4 separate regions of the Mus musculus genome follow, and regions 1, 3 and 4 are each linked to region 2. Evidence: chromatin contacts called from public Hi-C and HiChIP or PLAC-seq data. All regions are on one chromosome and are shown on one strand. Each heading gives the region's core, a stretch centred on a gene start, on an enhancer-like site or on the middle of the called end of the contact. The rest is flanking DNA. Distances are from core to core; before and after follow the strand shown. Region 1 overlaps Ypel1 (yippee like 1). Region 2 holds the start of Tmem191c (transmembrane protein 191C). Region 3 holds the start of Aifm3 (apoptosis-inducing factor, mitochondrion-associated 3). Region 4 holds the start of Thap7 (THAP domain containing 7).

Region 1 (4,839 bases), core at 111-2,610, 190 kb after region 2:
ATGGTCCTCACTCAGACCCTACCTAGTCTGGATCGTGAGGCAGGAGCTTCTACTCCCAGGCTATTGTGATGGGGTCTTATGGTCTTACTTTGACACCACTTCCACAAAGCACTTGTACTCCCTTGCTTGGGACAAGCGTGTTTATTGTCCTGTCTACTCTGTCGCCTACCTTTCTGCATCCGTGATGGTGACCTGCTGAGCCCAGTTAGTATGTGCTCTTATGAGAGCCAAAGGTCCTTACAAAGAGGTGGCTTCCTTCTGACTTCTCCTGACCAGTCACCTACTCATGTTTTGAGACAGTCTGTCTGCATTACCCTTGGCTGTCCTAGAAGTTACTATGTAAGACTAAGTTGGCTTTGAACTCTGAGATTCACCTGCCTCTACCTTCCCAAGTAGGATTAAAGGCAGTCACCACCATGCCTAGCTTTTGACTTTTGATTCTAGGACAGTTGTCAGGGTATCAGCTGAAAAGGCCTCGGGGGGCCCACGTGTCCAAATCACTCACAGCCACCTGCTCGTCACAGTGCTTTGCTCCCTGGGAACCTTTCCACAGCTGATTCTCAAGTGTGGGCAGTGTCGTGTCAGTCACTATGTTCTCTGTCACTAAGCACTGTCCTTAGAGAATGCCACACTACATTGTAACTTAGGCTTGACCTTTTACCCTAAACCTTGAATCCACAAAATCTCCGAAGTTCTTGGTTCTGGGGTGTAGCTAGTACCTGTTTATATTTCTGATGTTAAAACCATAGGCCTTCTGTATTTCTGGGAGTCTGCCTTGCTCTACTGCCCTCCCTCTCCACTTCCAGCTGCTGTTGCATGATCTCAGGGATGACTGCTGTTCACCCATGGCTGTTCTTGACACTTCCCCAGCCCGGTACACTATAGCCACCTGCCTGGGATGGCAATTCACATGCCAGACTGCATTGCCCTTCAGCCTGCCTTCCTATACCCCTCTGTTGACTCCTCTGGCTATAGGCAATGTGGGGCTAGATACAGTGGAGGCAGGAGGATCGTTAAGGCCGCACAGCAAGATCCTGTCCTCTAAAGTAAAAACAAGAAACAAAAGAGGCAGGTTATGAGACCTTGTCTTAAAAAAAGAAAAAGAAAAATTTAAACAGGGCAGAGCAGCAGCAGGGAGCCCTGCATGGACAGAGGCTGCTGGTGCCTAACTGTGTTCTCACACTCTTCTCAGGCCACTCACAAGCTACTACAAGGTGGTGTCAGAAGCATCAGGACCCCAGAAGCCCTCGGTTCTCAGCGGGCTCTGAGACCCTGATCCTTTGCTCCTAGTGGATGCTGCAGGAACGAACGTGGCTCGCCGCCGCCCCCACCTCCACCCCCACCCTGGGAACCTTGCTGTGTGACGACAGGAGCTTTATTTTATACCTCCCACAGACACGCCACAGAGGGCTGACAGCTTTGGCTAGGAGACAGGGAGGCCAAGGCGCTCTGTTTGCTCGAGCTTGCTGGTCCTGCTGTTCTTGGTGAACTCCCTGTGGGTTCCACAGCACTGCAGTCAGCCTTGCTCAGCAGCCGACACCTGTCCCCAGGGCAGGCAGCTGTGTCCTCTCCTGTCCTCCAGCACAGAGGACAGACCACCAGGGCTTGCATTTCCATGGGTCGGTTGTCTATAGCTTAAATGGTAGTGTTTTAGACAGTAAAGACACTTGGATTTTGAAAACTGCCTGATGAGCTCATCAGAAAATAAAGGACTTTTGAGGGGAAAAAAAATCTCATTTCTGATCTCTTCAAATACCTGACAGATGCCATCAAGAATAAGCATTAAGGTATAAAAATACTATGTATACAGTAACAAGACAACAAGGAAATAAACCACATTTCTAAAGCAAAGTGGCGTTCATGACCTGGTATCACCTCCCACTGTTCTGAGGAAACCTCTTTAAAATAGTCACAGAATGGTGCTGTTTACAAATGTAAGGAGGTGAGACATTCAGTGGTTTACCAGCATGCCTGGTTGTGGTCTTGCATCACTTACCCTGAAGCCAGCTCATGGTCAGTTCTTTTGGTTTATATTTCACAGAAGGCCAACGCAAAATCCAAAAAAACCTTGATAAATGGTTTGTTTATATCCATTACTCCCCAATACAGGTAAGTCATATAGAGTACTAGCAAAAACGTTCCAGTCAGAGCTCTCACAAAAGATAATACAGAGTGCTCAGTTGAGGGGCAGATAGCATGCCCAGAGCATAAAGTCTAAATATAATCTTAGTATATACAGAAGACTTCTCCAAGACTCTTCAGCTTTACTGAGGCATCTATAAGGACGTACTCGGGTCTGTCTCCCTTGCCGCCTTCCCACTGGGGAAAGCCGCCCATGCCTCAGCCACCAAGTTCCCACTCTGAAAAGTATTAAAAACTAGCCAGGCGGGCATGTCCAGTTTGAGCAGACTGTTGACCAGTGTTCATTCCTAGATAAGGATGGCCCTGAGCCTTGCCAAGGTCACACGGCTGCTTGTGCTGAGTTTCAGCACTTACCTTACTGGTAGAGTCACTTTGCTTTGCCAGCCTTAGTCTAGAGGGAAACTGGAAGTAGCTGGGGAAAAAGCAGCTTGGGCTAGGACCAGCATTGCGCAGGCATTTCCTGTATTACCAGCCTTCCAATCTTGGGCAAAGAAATGGCACCAAAATGTAGGTTTTGAAGTGAAGAGGAGTAGCGAGTGCCTGTGCTGGCCAGAGGATGTGGGTTTAGCAGGTCTGGGGCTGGAGCCCAAAGGTCTAGATAGAAACTGCTTTTTGACTACCACACCCAGGCAGCTCTAGAGCAGCCGGTGCTAAGCGCTTTCCTGTAATGCTGCCTTTGCAGCTCAAGGGCTCTCAGCCTTCACAGGCCTACTGCCTGCCCTTCTGCCCTGGGGAGGGTACAAAACAATGAAACTTATCTGGGAATGGTTCTGGCCTCCATCCTCTCTGCAAATTGGCCACTCCTTATAGAGTATGATGTGTTGTGACTTAAAATCTGAGAGCCTGGGCTTGGGGGATGGCCCAGATCCTCCCTTGTCAGGTCATGAGGTGATTCCAGGCAGAAAAGGTAGCTCCCATACTAAGCTAACTCTTCCTTTACCTTGGAAAACTCTCATGTTTTGCAGTTTCCCGTACTGGCTCTGGCCTCTGTATGCATAACTATTTCAAGTACATCCAGGGTATAAAGTGAAACCCAGCCTGTTGCTCTGTGGCAGGGACCAGCCCTACATTCTGAGCCGCTGTGCTGCCGCAGCACCAAGGGAGTCAGCTCAGTGGCAGACTTGGGTAGCCCTGGGACAGAGCGTTCAGCCACCAGTAAGTCACTCGCCTTCTACATCAGGAACCTCCCTATTTGCTTAAGATGTACACTGAATGCTTGCTTCCTAGCTTCTCTTCCATGTTACCAGTGGCTGGTTTCAGTTTTTGGAGACATGCTTTACTTCTGGTAACTATGCCTTTGCTTGTGAGGAGACCTTGCTTCTCTGCTTTTAGGGACTTGGGCTTGGTGAGAACACAGCCAGGCATTGCAGGCGTAGGGTAAAAGAAAGTATTCACTAGGCAGGTGAGTCACCAGCTGGTCAATTCTTTCTCTAGAACTTAAGATGTTAGAAAAAGAACTCAGACTTCCAAAAACGCATTGTACACGACAGGGATTCAAATGGGCACCTTACCAAGTGGATAGCCTAGAGAGACACCTTCAAGTGTTGAGACTGGGCTGGCCTGTGAGGTTAAGTTCAAGAAGCATTGTCACCAAGAAGCTAGGTCTTCTGTACACTCAGCTTTCATAAAATAGGATTCAAACAGGAGTGGACCGCTTCACTTTACCAGCCGTTGTCTTTGATCATGTGGGCAAGTTCAATAATAAATTTTCCTTCCTTGTATTTCTGACTGCTCTCAAAGGCATGTTCCTTGAGGGGAAAAGTAGAGAGGTTTCAGGACACATGTTTACTTCCCTGCTTTACTACAGTCATTATCTCTGAGCTGTGCACTGGGCAGTACAGGGGGATGACGACTGGGTCATTACACTCAGGAACAAGGTTAACTCAGTTCTGTTTCTGGGGCTGGGGCTGTAGCTCAGTGTGTACTGTATGGTGTGCCTGTGGCCCTGGGATCCCTTCTCAGCACCACAAACACTTCACTAGGTGATGTATGTGGATGTTTCAGAGTAATACAGGTGGTGGAACACAGGTGAAGTTGTGTGTGTTGTGTGTGCACGCGTGCGCGCACAGGCCAAGAGTTTGAGGTGGTGTTTTGACAGCCCTACATGTTTCTCTTAATGTTTTATTAGTTATTATTCTGGAGGGGCAGCCGTGTGCACATGTGTGGAGGTCAAAGCACAGCCTTTTGGAATCTTCTTTCATTGTGGGTCTGCAGATAGGATGCAGGACATCACACATCAGCAAGTGCTTCCCCTGCTGAGCCAACCCGCTGGCCATTTTATTCCACTTTGTTTTATGTGTATGGGCGTATCCGTGTATGTCTCTTTTGCATATGTCTGTGCATCACGCATGTGCAGTTCTCATGGAGGCCAGAAGACACTGGAACCGTGTGAGCTGCCTACCTGATGTGGGTGCTGGGAATCGAACCTGGGATCTCGGAGCCATCTTTCCATTCCCCTCTCCACTTTATTTTGAGACACAGTTTTTCATTGAGCCTAGGGTTTACTGACTCAGCTAGACTTACTCTGACCCAGTGATCTATTTCTGCTTCCTCACCACTAGGGTTATGAACATACGCTGCCACACTTGGCTCTTTACATGTGTGACAGTGGTCTGGACTCATCCTCTTGCTTGCATAGCAAGCACTTTACTGACTGTGTCATCTTCCCAGCCCACAGCAGACCACTTATGAGAGTTT
Region 2 (4,684 bases), core at 1,681-4,180:
GCAGTAAGAATCCCTGAGCAGGAATTCCGGGATGTTGTCAAACACTGTGTGTGAATATTGGAAATTGACCACCCAGTTTCCTGAGACAGTTCCCATTAGCTGGAGCTCACTAATTCACACTTGTCTCTACCTCTCCAACAAGGGGTCACTGACATTACCACCACATCCAGCCTTTTTACATAGGTTCTTAGGGTCAGACACAGGACCTTATGTTTGCAAGGCAGTGAGAGACACCAGTGCATACAACTGATAGGTCGCTGCACGCTACAGAACCTAAACCACATCAGGTGCTTTCTCCAAGTTAAACAGACCATTCCAAGGTACTTTACAGACCACTCTGTTAGGCCGTTAAGGGAGTCTCCAATGAACTTAACAGAAAAAGCTGTAATTGTTTAAATGCTGTGGTTATAGCTTAGCATTCACAAGTGCTGAGCTGAGTTCAATCCCCAGAACAGAATAAACCATCCCTGGTGGCTCATGCCTATAATCCACTCAGGAGCAGGGAGGTAGGTCAAGGTCACTCAGCTGTATAGTGAGTTCAAAGCTGGGATGAAACCCCACACACCTATAAATAAACAAGTAGTCTAGAGTTTATTGGAAATTCAACCCAGATTAATTTCCACTCAGCAGGGCAATCCTTATCTACTGCATGTTCCCCACAAAGCCCACGGTGGCAAGCATACACTACCCGGTGTGTTCAGATGCTGTGAGGGAGGTATGGCGAACTCGAACCTGCCCAAGAGGGAACCCCAACGTTGAAGTAGATCTGGAGTAACTGTGCATCCGCATCCAGGGAAAATAATCCACCCACTACGGAGGGGACCCGACAGGCCAGCACCCACACCCATCCTACCCAAAGCTCAGGTTCAGAAGAGCCCCCTAGAGGGGTCAGGCTGCGGCCTGGACACAAGCAGCCCCGCCACAGACAGGCACCCCTGCACTCAGGTGATATCGGAACAGACGAACTTCACCCCCACCCTTTTCATATAAGCAGGCACCCAGAAAACACAAAGGAGACAGAGGTACAAGCGGCCAAAGCCGACATGATGCACTCTAGGCAGGCAGCAATCCGCGCGCACGCAGCTCAAGTAAAGGCGACAGCGTGTAGCGCAGCCGGCGGAAGACCGCGTCAGAGCCGAGACTCTGGAGCCCCGGGCCAACGGCGTCAGGCTTCGCCAGCACCACGTAAATCAGCGGCAGCACCAGGAAACCCAGCGGGAGCAGCAGCAACGTCTGCAGTGCGCTCAGCGCCCACAGCCTGCAGAACCACCAACGGACAGGTGGGTGGTGGCTCTGGGACCCGGAACCCGGACCGCCCAACCCCCACTAGCCACTCACCTGAGGCTTCCCGCGCCTGTACCACCGAACAGTCGCTTTTCCTGCAGAGAAAGGGCTGTATCCAGTTTTTTGCCTGGGCAGCCGCTAGGCTCTAGCCAAATCTAGTGGGCAGGTACCAGCTTCAGCCCGCGCTTCCCAGCCCACGCTCACGCAGTCAGCCCTGGCCACCTCCTCCATGAGTGAGCCCGCGCAGTCCTGCACCGGACGAGGCTCTGAGTTCCACCTGCAGGACAGGCGCGGAGATGAGCCACCAGGCTGGGCCTAGCACCTTCCGACGCCCTCCAAGTCCCAATTCTTACGGTTCCGAGCCACCGCGCGTAGCCTCCAGCGCAGCTGCTGCCTCCATCACTTTCCCCTGCAGCTCCTGAAGGATGGCAATAGGGATTCAGGGCAGAGGATGCGCTACATCGCGAGTCAGAGAGTAAGGAAGAAAGAGTCGAGGCCGCAGGGCATTCGAAAGAGAACCGCTGTCAGAAACGAGGGGTCACACCTGCAGGACTCCACTCTGCTCCTGGAAGCTGGCCCAGGCCTCTTCTGTCCGCTGCGCACCCTAGAAGCCAGGGGCTTGGTATGAGCATCGCAATGACAGGCCCTCCCCACACGCCTTCCCCCCCCCCCCCAGAGTCCAGCGCCATTCGCACCTGCCGCAGGTCCTCTGCCTGCATGCTGAATTTGGCCTCCGCCAGCTCCAGATGTTTCTTCGGGAGGATTCAAGTGATGTCAAGAACCTGAAGTCCTCGCACACCACTGGGCCTCGAGGCTCGGTCCCCGGCCTTGAAGGCTGATACTCTGCCCACAAATGCACATAACCCTGCCCACAGCCATACTCCGCCCACAGCCCCGCCCAAGTACCTGCAGCGCCACAAGCTGGTTCCCTAGTTGCTGCTCCGCTCGCTGTTGACTTAGCTGCTCCCCTCCATAGTAGAAAAGCTGGGGACCGAACTCGTGAGTGCCTGGCTCAAGGATCTTGGGGACTAGGGCATGATCTGAGACACTGCACGTACCTGACTGGACAGTTCCTCCCACTGTTCCTGCAGCTTCCGATTGTGTTGCTCCTGCGAACAGGGTCCAGGCTGTCTAGGCCCCTCCTCCAGCCTAGCCACCCCGGGAGCCGCCTCTTGCTCTTGCCCGCACCAGGTCCTGCCGGTGCTGCTCCGCCGCCTCCAGCAGCCCACGAGCCCGCTCCGCACGCTCCCGTGCCGCCTCACATGCCTCGCCTCGAATGGCTCGTGATGCTTGACTTCGTCTCCGCTGCAGGCTACACGGGGGAGGGGGAGAGGGGGCGGAGAATTGGTCTGGGATAAAACCAGGGAGCAAGATATTTTGGGAAGGAGCCGCCACCAGCCTGAGAGTTCCAGACTAGGGTCCCACTGCCTGGAGCGAGACTGCCAACAAGCCTGCCGGGGCCTCGGTGCCCTCGCACCTGCGCTCGCGCTCCCGCAGCTCCTCCAGGCGCCCGGTGAGGCTCTCGCTCTCGGCTTCCAGCCCACGCACCAGCTCTTCTAGCTCCTGCTTCCGCAGGCGGCCATCTCGGTTGTCCTTCTGCAGCTGCAGCAGCTGCTCCTGCGGCTCAGTCATGGCTCCAGAGCTCCGCCCCGACCTCCACCGCCTGGGTAACTTGGTGGCCCGCGTCACAATAGGCAGCAGAGGGCGCCCGAACCCAACCGAGACGGATCACGCCCGACCAATTCAGGTATACAAAGCCGGGCTTGGTTGCCCACATCTGTAATTCTATCTCTTGGAGGTGTGAGGGCACGAAGATCAGGAGTTCAAGGTCATCCTTTGCTACATACGGAGTTTGAAATTAGCCAAGGCTACATGCGGACCTGTCTCAAAAAAAAGAAAAACAAAACAAAAAACAAAAATATCACAGTCCAGATCTGATTGGTAAAAAGTTACTAAAGTTCTAAGGAAGGACCAGACTTGATGGTCCGTACCTTGTAATCCCAAAATACTAGAGGCTGAGGCAAGATCACCTAGAGTTCAAGGTCAGCCTAGAGGTCTAAACAAGACCCTGACTCAAAAGAAAATGAGGGCCGGGTGTGGTGGCCCACGCCTTTAATCCCAGCACTTGGGAGGCAGAGGCAGGCGGATTTCTGAGTTCAAGGCCAGCCTAGTCTACAGCCTGAGTTCCAGGACAGCCAGGGCTACACAGAGAAACCCTGTCTCGAAAAAACAAACAAACAAACAAAAACCAAAGAAAAAAAGAAAGAAAAAATGAGAGGGTTTGAGAGATGGCTCAATGGTTAAGAGCACTGACTGCTCTTCCAGAGGTTCTGAGTTCAATTTCCAGCAACCACATGGTGATCCACAACCATCTATAATGGGATCTGATACCCTCTTCCGGTGTGTCTGAAGACAGCTATAGTGTGTGAGTGTGTGTGTATGTGTGTGTGTAATCTTTTTTTTTTTTTTTTTTTTTAAAGAAGGACTGAAGACATGGCTCAGCGGTTAAGAGTATTGACTGCTCTTCTAGAGGTCATAAGTTCAATTCCCAGAAATCACATAGTGGCTCACAACCATTTGTAATGGGATCTGATGCCCTCAAGACAGTGACAATGTACTCATATAAATAAAAATAAATAAGTCTTTAAAAATAAATAAATTAGCCAGGCGGTGGTGGCACACGCCTTTAATCCCAGCACTCGGGAGGCAGAGGCAGGCGCATTTCTGAGTTCGAGGCCAGCCTGGTCTACAGAGTGAGTTCCAGGACAGCCAGGGCTATACAGAGAAATCCTGTCTCAAAAAAAAAATAATAATAATAATAAATAAAAATAAATAAATCTTAAGAGCCACAGTAGCTGTAACTACTGTAACTACAGGCTAAACCAGGTGTGCCTCACCTTAGATTCTGAGTGACCAAGCAGGGAGTGCTAAACTTTTGAGAAAAACATTTTTTTGTTGCTGTTGTTTTTTCGAGACAGGGTTTCTCTGTGTAGCCCTGGCTGTCCTGGAACTCACTTTTGTAGACCAGGCTGGCCTTGAACTCAGAAATCTGCCTGCCTCTGCCTCCCAAGTGCTGGGATTAAAGGCATGCGCCACCGTGCCCGGCTTGAGAAAAACATTTAAAATTAAAATTTTTAATGTTTTTCTCCCCCATGTGCTATGAAACTTTGTCGTGGTCTCAGTGGCTGGATTTTCCCTAGCATAGTGCCGTGCTGAGTGGTGCTGAAGGACCTGGGAGGACCTGGGTGCTAGGGTGGCCTGATGGTCTCTTTTCTCCATGGTTTCAGCTCTAGAGAACCTTTGATTGGGCTTGTGTGGTATGAGTAAGAAAAGGAGGGATGTAGTTTTGTGATCTAGGGGTTCTGTTAGCTCAAGGGGTCTCATTCTGCAGCCAGGCTGG
Region 3 (4,569 bases), core at 633-3,132, 220 kb before region 2:
GCTGGAGAGATACCTCAGTGGTTAAGAGCACTGACTGCTCTTCCAGAGGTCCTGAGTTCAAATCCCAGCAACCTCGTGGTGCTCACAACTATCTGTAATGGGATCTGATGCCCTCTTCTGAGGAGAGCAAAATGTACTCACATACATAAAATACATAAAATAAATAAGTCTTTAAAAATTTTTTTAAAAAAACCAAACATCATAACTGGAAGAATGTTTGCCTGGCATTCCCAAAGCTTTGGGTTCTATCTCCAGTACTAAGTAAAAGTGATCATAATTGTACACTCCTGCAGTTCTAGCACCAGTGAGGGGGATAGGAGGCTGCTAAGTTAAGATCATTTTCAACCCCATAGTGAGTCTGGGGCCAGCCTGGGCTAGATGAAATCTTATCTTAAAAAAAAAAATTACAAAAGCAAACTGACAAGATTCAGGTCAGGGGATAATGGCTAGCTCCAGATCTGAAGTGCTGAGTCAGGGGTCCCTGATTAGGCCAGCTCATTGAGACTGAGTGGCATCTTGTCCCCACCATGTCCTGCCAGCCAAGCAGTCCCTCAGGTGCCCAGTATGGGACTCCCATGGGATCTTGCAGGCACATTCCTGCCCACTCTATGAAGAAACTGAGACAAAGACAGTGGGCACCTATGGCAGAGGCTGTAGGATCTGGCACAGACTCAGGCGAGGATGGACAATCTTCACCAATACTGCCAGTGGGTGGGTCACAGCTCCGCTTTCTCCCCCAAGTCCTACCTCAGACCCAAGAAAGGAAGAAAAGTCTTATGAGTCCCAAGGTAACCGAGCTGATGGGTATCAGGTAAGGAGAGCTGAGCAAGCTGGCAGAGTGAGCCAGCCAGGGCAAGTTGGGTGGGTGGAGCACTCACTGGGCTCTGAAGTCCTCAGTTTCTGCATCCCTGTCATGGCTACAGGTTCTGCTTTCTGGATGTTACGACTAGGGTAGAAGGAATGTGCAGACTGAGGGAGAAACCCAAAGACATGAGTCCCCTGGCAGGGTAGATCCTAAGTACTGTAGTACCTTGGAATGATCCTACCCCTGGCTGGAGTTTCTAGGGCTAGGCAAGATTTCCTATATACATGGAGAAAACAGAAGAGTGGTACATGCCTTTGATCCTAGCACTTGCAAGGCACAGGCAGGAGGATCTGTGTGAGTATGAGACCAGCCTGGTCTACATAGTGAGATCTTGTCTCAAAAGACAAAAACCCAAACAAAAACACAAAACAGGAGATGAGGCCCAGAGAAGCCAAGATGATGTCTGATATGTCACAGGATGATAAGAGTAGGGACCTGTCCATGATACCCTGTCAGTCACCCTAAGAGGGCAGTGTCCAGTTCTATTTTATAGAGAGGGAAATTGAGACTCAAAGAGGTTACACTGTGGCTAAGAACATCCCCCAAAGCCTCTCTTCTCCAGAATGGAGAAGTAGCCCTTAGCTCTGCGCAGCATAAGAGGAACCTTCTAGACTCAACTTTCTAAGAAGGATCAGCTGTTGTCCCCACCACTAACACCCAAAGTCCCAAATAAAAAGGGGGATGCTACAGGAGAGGAGTCCAGGAGAGCTTTCCTAGGTTTTTACCCTTCTTGCCTGCAGTGCATTAGCATTCTGGGCTCCTGCCTAGCCTGACCTACTTTGGAGGTTGGTGAAGTACAGAGGGAGGGGGAGGCTGTCAGAGAAGGGGAGGTACCTGGCTTGGGCTTGGAGAAGCAGCCGCCCATGGTGAACGGTGGCCTGGGATCTGGCCTGGCTGGTGGGAGCACGATGGCAGGCTGTCCAGCTGTCCAAGGTCTAGGATGTGCCCTGCAGGACTGGACCCCCTGTGGCCCTCAGAGACGCTAGAGCTGCCATGCCAGCTAGACAGCTTTAGGACCTGCAGGGGAGATGGGAAATTGGGTCCTAGCACTGATGCAGGTCTGGGTAGAGTCAGAGGCATCTTTGAGGAATCCTGGAAGAGTCTTACATGAGGAGGGCAGATCTTGTTTGTAGGGCATCTGTCTCCCTTTGAGGCTTCTAGGCATAGGAACCTCAGATTCCCCTTACTGCATCCTTTGTTGGAGACCCTCTGTGCTCTAATATCTGCTACTGCCCATAAACCTGCGACTACATAGACCTAGCCCTAGATTCCCCTTTTCTAAATCCCACAAGTCTGGAGACTCTGAGACTCTCCATTTCCCTAGATAAGACCACCACGTCTACAGAAAACCCTGACAACCAGAGTCCCCAGAATCCTTCTTCTTCCACTGAGAGTGACAAGGGTCCCAGCCCAGCCTTGGCCACTGCCCTGACTAGCAACCTCTAGTCACCTACCTCTTTCCATGGGAGTCACTGCTCCTTGCTCCCAGCCCAGCAATGGAGAGAGACTACTGGGCCTTGGTCAGCAGGGCACGGAAGGCCAGTGTCCTGGAGGGTCCAGCCCGCCTTCTAGCATGAGTTGTGGCCAGGAGGGGGCTGTGGGTGTGGGGCTAGGCCAAGCCACTGGTCCCCAGGGAAACCCAGCTCTGTGGGGAAAAAAGCGGGCAGCCAGCCCAGGACTGATGGGGTTGGGGGAAGAGGGAAACCAAGCGCACAGCTCTGCCTCTGCCCCATGCCCAGCAGCCCAGCAGCCATAAGTTTCCCCACCCCTCAGGCGGCTGTGCAGTGCTGAAGAAGATAGAAAGACTGGGGTCCAAGGTCTCACCAAGGTCAAGCAGCAGTTAGGGGCATCTGTGTGGTCTTCCCCACTCCTCACCCTAATAAATCCTAAGATAAGCAAGGCCTTGGGACGTGCTCAGGTCACTCTAAGGCTCCAAACGGGAGAGCAAGACTACCTGGTAAACAGATCACTGTGGCCATTGTGTCCTTGTGGCCATAGGTGGGCCTTCTAGAAGATGTGGACTTTGGAAGGCTCAAGACAAAGGTGTAACTACCCTGTTTACAACTGATCTGTCCAAATTCTACCCAACAGTCGGCTCTGGGTCACCTGGAAATTCTTCCTGAAGCCTGCACTGAACCGTGCTGGGAGTCACTAGGTTAGCCCAGTCCCCATGTCAAGAAGGAAATACAGAATGGGAAAGGACCAGCCACTGCTAGCTTCTGACCTTCGAAGCAAATTACAGGTGAGGAACCCAAGGCCCTTGTCGGGGCAAGAGGAGACAACTCAAGGGATAAAACTCAGTTGCTAACTGCCCCTCTAGCTCCCTTCCTGGGAACCAGAGAACCCTTTCAGAGGTCCTGGTTTCACCCATGTCTCAGCGTTGCCCACCTCTTTCCGGTCTGGTTTCAGCCCTCACCTGTTGGGGCTGAGATCGTACAAACAGACTAGACTGGCTTTTGGATCTGGGGTCCCTCCCTTTCCGGGAGTTTATTCTTGGGGCCTCAGGCTTAGCGGGAGATTTGGTGGGGACCATGCCTTCCACCTATGATGTGCTAAGGCCAGCTTAGAGCCAGGGATTCCAACTCAAAGACAAAGTTTCTTGGGCCTGTGGGGAGAGACCTCTGCATTTTGTTGCCCAGAAAAGTTCTAACACTGCCCCGCTGCACAAACACATCGGGTGGACACTCCATGTCCCAGGAACTCCAGCAACCTGAAGCAGGTTCTGAGTTACCCCCACCTCACAGAGGGTTCCGCATGGCTCCGGGACCCCCCTGGGTGCAGGCCAGCAGGAAGCTTGTTTCTTTTTCCATGCCAGGTCCCACTCTTCGCTCCTGGTGTGTGTTGAGTGAGAGGCCGTCCCCCCAACTCCCAACCCCCAGCTTATCCTAGGCCCTAGGTGGCGTCAGGGGCCCTGGAGACTGCTGCCTCGGAGCGCCTCAGCTTGTGATTCACCTGTCGGGGGCCCTAACGCCAACTTACTGTCCACTCTCCCTGCCTTGGCACGTGCAGTTTCCTTGGGCTCGGAAACCTTTTCCAGCACCCTTACCGGCTTCTTTGCGGCTCCCTCGCTGGAAGCAGCAGCCAACCAACCGACCAGCACAAGGTAGGGAGGGCTCCAGGGAGCCGAAAGGGGTGCTGGGGAGCAGCAGCAAGGACCGGGGTCGCTGCAGCCTCCTGAGTGCCTCACTCTGCCACCAGGGTAGAAATCCGCGAGCGAGCTGTCCCGGGGCGCGTGCGGGACAGGGACAGGCGCGCTCACCTGGCTTGGTGGCCGCGGGCGGGCGGGCGGGATCCGCTCCGGGCTGCGGCCGGCCTGCAGGGCGGAGCGGGCGGGGGCGGGGCCGGCGCTGCGGCTACACTGCGGGCCTGGAGCCCGAGGCGTCCGCCCCGCCCCCTTAGCCCACCTGCCCGGGTTTGAGTCAGGGAGGCAGGGGAGCTGCAGCCCATAAGTAGAGCAAACTGGCCTTGAACACACTGAGATCCACCTGCCTCTGTCTCCAGAGCGCTTGGGTTAAAGGTGTAGGTCACCATGCCATGCCTGAAATATTTTTTTAAAAAATATTTTTATTTCATGTGTGTGTGTTTTGCCCATTTGTATGTTTGTGCAGTATGTACATGCAGTGCCTGTGAAGTCTGAAGGCGGCGTTGAATCCTCTGGAACTGGAGTTAACATGCAACGCGGATTCTGGGAACCACTCAGCAAG
Region 4 (4,675 bases), core at 536-3,035, 250 kb before region 2:
GACCCTGCTCCCCAGCTCCTCTGCATCCTGAGACCACCAGTGATCAACGCCCAGTCGGGAGCAAAGGACCCACATCTGGGGCTCAAACAGGGATGCTCGGAAGATGGCAAGGATTTCCTTCTGAGGGACATCAGCATCCCAACCTGAGGATCCTCAGCTGGTTCTTCCTTCTTCCTTTACCTTCAATTTGAGGCATCGCAAGGGACTGACTACGGTGAAGGGGCAACTTCTTTTGGTCGGGGCTAGCCTTGAACAGGCTGAATCAGACCTTGTTTTACCACAGTTGCCTAGCCCACCTAGGGTGGAGTCTTCTAACCTAGGTGAAGTCTATTGTCTGGCCACATCTTGTGGAGGAGCGCCCTGAAGACTGCCCCTAGGTGGAGCTCACTGCCCTTGAACAGGCCATTGAGTATATTAGAAAATGACCTGCCACATCCACACACACCCTCTTTATGCCCCACTGATGCCTTATGCCCCCTCCTGCCTCCCTCACACCCTAAGAACACTCATAGAACTCTTGAAGGCTCTTTGTCTTCTACCTCCCACACCCACCAACTATGTGAAATTAGAGATTCGTCCAAACTTCAGCACAAATAAAGTAACACCTGGGTTTTCCATGTTTTCAACTCACTTACTCTCTGCCCCTACACTGGTATCCCTACTGGGCCAATGAATTAAAAGAGGTTAGACAATCAAAAGGAGGATGGTACTCATGCACCCTGGGCCAAATCCATTCTTCTGAGTCTTGTGCAGCTCTAAGTACACTACTGAGCCAGCACATCGGTTGGTCCTTCTTGCCCCCTATTCCTTCAATGGGAGGCTTTATATAGGGATGAATGCCTCCAACAGATCAGGAAAAATCAAAACCAACTAAATAGGGGCTTCGATGACCTTTTCAGCCAAGACAACTCCTCTACAGGAGCATAACAGGCTACCCAACCTCGCCGGTACTTAGATCAAGTATGCCTTTGTGCCCTTCAGGCCTGGAGTCCCATAACCTCCCCTTCTGCATCCCAAGATTGTAATTGTTCACCTCTCTTCCCCCAGCAGAAACCCAAGGAACCCATTTCTGACTTTGTTCCTGCTACAAAAGTGAGCCTAGAATGTAAAACGCCTGATCCTGTGGTCAGAGAAATCCCCCTTCAAAGCATCACTGGGGAAACCGTGCTCTCGGAACACACCGGCTAGCGTCTCAGGGTTTGAAAAATGAACATTCCGATAACTGGACAGTTGCTACTTAGTATATTGGGACGGCCTCCCATAAGGTCACTATCTTCACCCAGGCCTTTACAAGGCCATTAAAAGAAAATGTTCTAAATGTGTCGTTAACATTTTATTTTGTGCATGTATATGGGGATCAAAGGACAATTACTGGACGTTGGTTCTCTCCTTCCAGCAGGTTGCGTCCTGGGGATCAAATTCAATCTTCAGGGTTGGTAGCAAGTGCTGAGCCACCAGTCCGTGGCCGAGTTCTTTCAGTAAAGAGCCCAGGTTTTTCTTGGTGGTGGATCTTTTTCAACCAGAGTGTGCGCGTACGTTGTTCAGGGAGCAGTACAGACCACACCCAGCTGCTTCGTCCAAACGACAGACGCTCAAACAAAACAGGGACCCGAAACTACAGATGCAGAAACCTCAACTCGGGAGCGACGATCGCCATCCCTCACTCCCAACATCCGGTGGCCCGCCCCGCCAGGATCTCTTCCGGTCCCGCCCCTTGGGGGCCCGCGCCACGGGCGACGGAGTATCTCTGCTCCCAACTTCCGCGTCGATCCACCCATCGCGAGATTTTGGCGGCGCAGCAATGGCAAGACCGTGAGTACCGCTGACGGGAGTCTATAGAACGAGCTAGGACAAGACTGGTACGGGGTCGGGCCTCGGGGAGCCGACCGGCTCGGGCCCTCTGGAGGGAGTGACAGTTGGGCGTGAAGACAGTCCTCCCCCGACTGCCGCCCACCACCCAGATCCCGCCCCTTCCCCAGATGCCGCGACACTGCTCCGCCGCCGGCTGCTGCACACGGGATACGCGCGAGACTCGCAACCGCGGCATCTCCTTCCACAGGTCAGCGCGCGTGCGTAGTGGCACGCGAGGGCTCATAGCGCAGGCGCCGGTGTTGCCGCACCTTAGGCCTCGCAGGAGACGGCGCTTTCCCGAGGTCGATGTGAGGCTTGAACTTGTGAGCGGGAGGGTGACAGGGAAGGGCGCATAGTCTCGAGTCCAGCCGGAAAAAGGACTGGACGCTTACCTGGCTTGGATTTACAGCTCCGACTCATTCCTGCTAGATGATGCTGAGCCGGCCCCTTTCTTTCTCTCGTTCTCAGTTTCTCCTTTCCCCCAGCGGGTGGTAATCTGAAAGGGTCGCGGGGAGGTCTGCCATTCTTGCTTGGGGAGCTTGGGCATCCTGAACGCAGGACTGTAGACAGTCTGGTGCTCACGGTTTTGTGGCTCTGCAGACTTCCCAAGAAAGACAACCCCAGGCGCGGCTTGTGGCTGGCCAACTGTCAGCGGCTGGACCCCAGCGGCCAGGGCCTGTGGGATCCGACCTCTGAGTACATCTACTTCTGCTCCAAACACTTCGAGGAAAACTGCTTTGAGCTGGTGGGAATCAGGTGGGTCTTTCTGCCAGCTAACACCAGGACAGGTTGTGAGGCATCAGAGCAGTGGGTCAAACGAGGCAGCTCTTTGCCCTGGTGGAGTCCATGCACATCCGCTGGCATGCTCAGAGACAAGCAGACCAGTTGTCAAGCGTGCCAAGCCTCTTTCCAGTTTTGTACAGTTAAAGCATGATCCCAGGATCACTGTGCCAGTGACATTAGAGAAAATCAGGCTTTCCAGGCTGGGGAAATAGCCCCCTTTGCTAAAGACGTGGTATGCAAGCATTAGGACCTGATTTCAGATTCAAGGACCCAAATAAAAAGCCACATGTGATTGCTTGTTCCTTTAATCCCAGTCCTGGAGAAGACAAAACAAAAAGGGGATCCCAAGGACTTATGGAAAAGCTAGTCTAGATGAGTTGTTGAGCCCTGTGTTGAGTTGAGAAACTTGTCTTTAAAAAAATAAGGTGGAAGGGCTGGAGAGATGGCTTAACCATTTTAGAGCATTACAGAGGACTGGGGTTCAATCTACCTCTGAGGGCACGGGTACACATATGTACATGCAGGCAAAATATTCATACACATCAGTAGAGCTGGCTCAGAGGTTACGAGCACTCACTGGCTGTTCTTCCAGAAGACCTGTGTTCATTTCCCACCACCCACATAATGGCTTATAGCAGTCTGGAACTGGAACTGGCTCACTCCAGTTCCAAGTGATCCTTTATCCTTTTCTAACCTCTGTAGGTACTAGGCACGCATTCGGTGAACAGTCATAGGCAAACACTTATACACATAAAAATAAAAAAGGTTTTTAAGGAAAAAAATCTTTAAAAACAAAGGTAGAGAATGATTAAGGAAGTCACCTGAGGTTAGCCGCTCCATGCAAAAGAAAAACAGCTTTTTCATAGGATGGTTAGCACCTAGTTCTTCCAGCCGTCCACCTATCCCTGCTGGTGGGTTCTCCATTCACCTTAACCCGGGAAGCTCATTCACAGGGAAGATGAGTTTGATTTTACCACACGTGGCATTCTTGAGATTGCTACTGGCAGTGTGCCTTGGGGCCTTTCTCATCCCTAGAGGTCCTACGCCTCTGCAGGGCCTTATGTGGGGAATCAGGGGACGTGGCAGCGTTCTTTTCTCCAGCTCATCTGGGCTGCTTTTCCCCACAGTGGGTATCACAGGCTGAAGGAGGGGGCAGTCCCCACCATATTTGAGTCTTTCTCCAAGTTGCGTCGAACAGCCAAGACCAAGGGGCATGGTTATCCACCTGGCCTGCCTGACGTCAGCCGGCTCCGGCGATGCAGGAAGCGGTATGTGCTGCAGGACCGGGGGATGCCCCACCCTCACCCCAGGGCTGAGGGGCTGGACCTAGGGTGAATGCCAGCATCTTCACTGAACTATTTTGCTATCTAGACCCAGTAAAGGGGGCTCAGATGTTAGGGAGACTAAATGGGCTAATGAGAGGAGCCTGGCATGCCTTAGTTTCTTTCTGTTTCCCCTCCAGCTGCTCCGAAAGACAAGGACCCACAACTCCCTTTTCTCCACCTCCTCGTGCCGATATCATCTGCTTCCCTGTGGAAGAAGCCTCAGCACCTGCCACTCTGCCCGCATCCCCAGCTGTGAGGCTGGACCCTGGCCTTAACAGCCCCTTCTCAGATCTCCTGGGCCCTCTAGGTGCTCAGGCGGATGAAGCGGGCTGTAGCACACAGCCCTCACCAGAGCAGCACCCCTCCCCTCTTGAGCCACAGCCTGCCTCCCCATCTGCATACATGTTACGGCTGCCACCTCCTGCTGGAGCCTACATCCAGAATGAGCACAGCTACCAAGTGGGGAGCGCCTTGCTCTGGAAGAGGCGAGCTGAAGCAGCTCTTGATGCTCTGGACAAGACCCAGCGCCAGCTGCAGGCCTGCAAGCGGCGGGAGCAGCGGCTTAGGCTGCGACTGACCAAGCTGCAGCAGGAACGGGCACGGGAGAAGCGAGCACAGGCAGATGCCCGCCAGACTCTGAAGGACCATGTACAGGACTTTGCTATGCAGTTGAGCAGCAGTATGGCCTGAGAGAGGGACTACATGCCCAGGCTCTG

What was found. Hi-C and Micro-C count contacts between places; a contact is called where the count stands out from the background. HiChIP or PLAC-seq counts read pairs in DNA pulled down with a chosen protein or histone mark.
Region 1: a Hi-C map of cerebral cortex shows a contact between it and region 2, with 4 times the contacts expected there. The contact joins the enhancer-like site here to the promoter of Tmem191c in region 2. A contact is called at or near these places in 4 of 39 promoter capture datasets (the C10 cell line, cranial neural crest, embryonic stem cells and 1 more), 2 of 15 datasets of contacts at CTCF or cohesin (large pre-B cells and pro-B cells), 49 of 484 Hi-C or Micro-C datasets (B cells, the C2C12 cell line, ECoMG myeloid progenitors and 20 more), 25 of 115 datasets of contacts at active chromatin or transcription factors (the SCID.adh cell line, astrocytes, craniofacial prominence and 10 more) and 4 of 9 other capture datasets (adipose tissue, embryonic stem cells, liver and 1 more).
Region 3: a contact with region 2 is called in a FOXA1 HiChIP or PLAC-seq map of pancreatic cancer cells. The contact joins the promoter of Aifm3 here to the promoter of Tmem191c in region 2. A contact is called at or near these places in 5 of 39 promoter capture datasets (frontonasal cranial neural crest, hippocampal neurons, liver and 2 more), 1 of 484 Hi-C or Micro-C datasets (embryonic stem cells), 1 of 115 datasets of contacts at active chromatin or transcription factors (pancreatic cancer cells) and 2 of 9 other capture datasets (liver and pancreatic islet).
Region 4: a contact with region 2 is called in a FOXA1 HiChIP or PLAC-seq map of pancreatic cancer cells. The contact joins the promoter of Thap7 here to the promoter of Tmem191c in region 2. A contact is called at or near these places in 5 of 484 Hi-C or Micro-C datasets (the G1E-ER4 cell line, the N1E-115 cell line and embryonic stem cells), 4 of 115 datasets of contacts at active chromatin or transcription factors (embryonic stem cells, fetal liver, pancreatic cancer cells and 1 more) and 3 of 9 other capture datasets (adipose tissue, liver and pancreatic islet).

What each region holds. Positions count from the first base shown.
Region 1 is chr16:17,083,567-17,088,405 of GRCm38.p6, reverse strand. It overlaps Ypel1 (yippee like 1), which reads right to left. Exons shown (of 5, transcript NM_023249.6): 5 at 1,670-3,890. The coding sequence ends at 3,804. Ppil2 (peptidylprolyl isomerase (cyclophilin)-like 2) reads left to right here. Exons shown (of 21, transcript NM_001252444.1): 21 at 1,193-1,851. Among named protein-coding and RNA genes, the nearest start is that of Ypel1, 16 kb to the right of the region's middle. Within about 2 kb of position 1,360, at least 23 of the 459 cell types and tissues checked have an H3K27ac peak or open chromatin away from gene starts, as enhancers often do. A contact at or near this core is called in cerebral cortex, cortical neurons and memory CD8 T cells, where this site is marked.
Region 2 is chr16:17,274,546-17,279,229 of GRCm38.p6, reverse strand. It overlaps Tmem191c (transmembrane protein 191C), which reads right to left and starts at 2,930. Exons shown (of 10, transcript NM_177473.3): 1 at 2,762-2,930; 2 at 2,473-2,596; 3 at 2,343-2,393; 4 at 2,191-2,268; 5 at 1,980-2,036; 6 at 1,829-1,888; 7 at 1,638-1,702; 8 at 1,489-1,561; 9 at 1,339-1,379; 10 at 569-1,258. The coding sequence starts at 2,916. The coding sequence ends at 1,054.
Region 3 is chr16:17,489,234-17,493,802 of GRCm38.p6, reverse strand. Aifm3 (apoptosis-inducing factor, mitochondrion-associated 3) reads right to left here and starts at 1,882. Exons shown (of 20, transcript NM_001291070.1): 1 at 1,700-1,882. The coding sequence starts at 1,730.
Region 4 is chr16:17,528,162-17,532,836 of GRCm38.p6, reverse strand. It overlaps Thap7 (THAP domain containing 7), which reads left to right and starts at 1,785. Exons shown (of 5, transcript NM_026909.2): 1 at 1,785-1,812; 2 at 1,980-2,059; 3 at 2,452-2,607; 4 at 3,762-3,902; 5 at 4,097-4,675. The coding sequence starts at 1,980. The coding sequence ends at 4,649.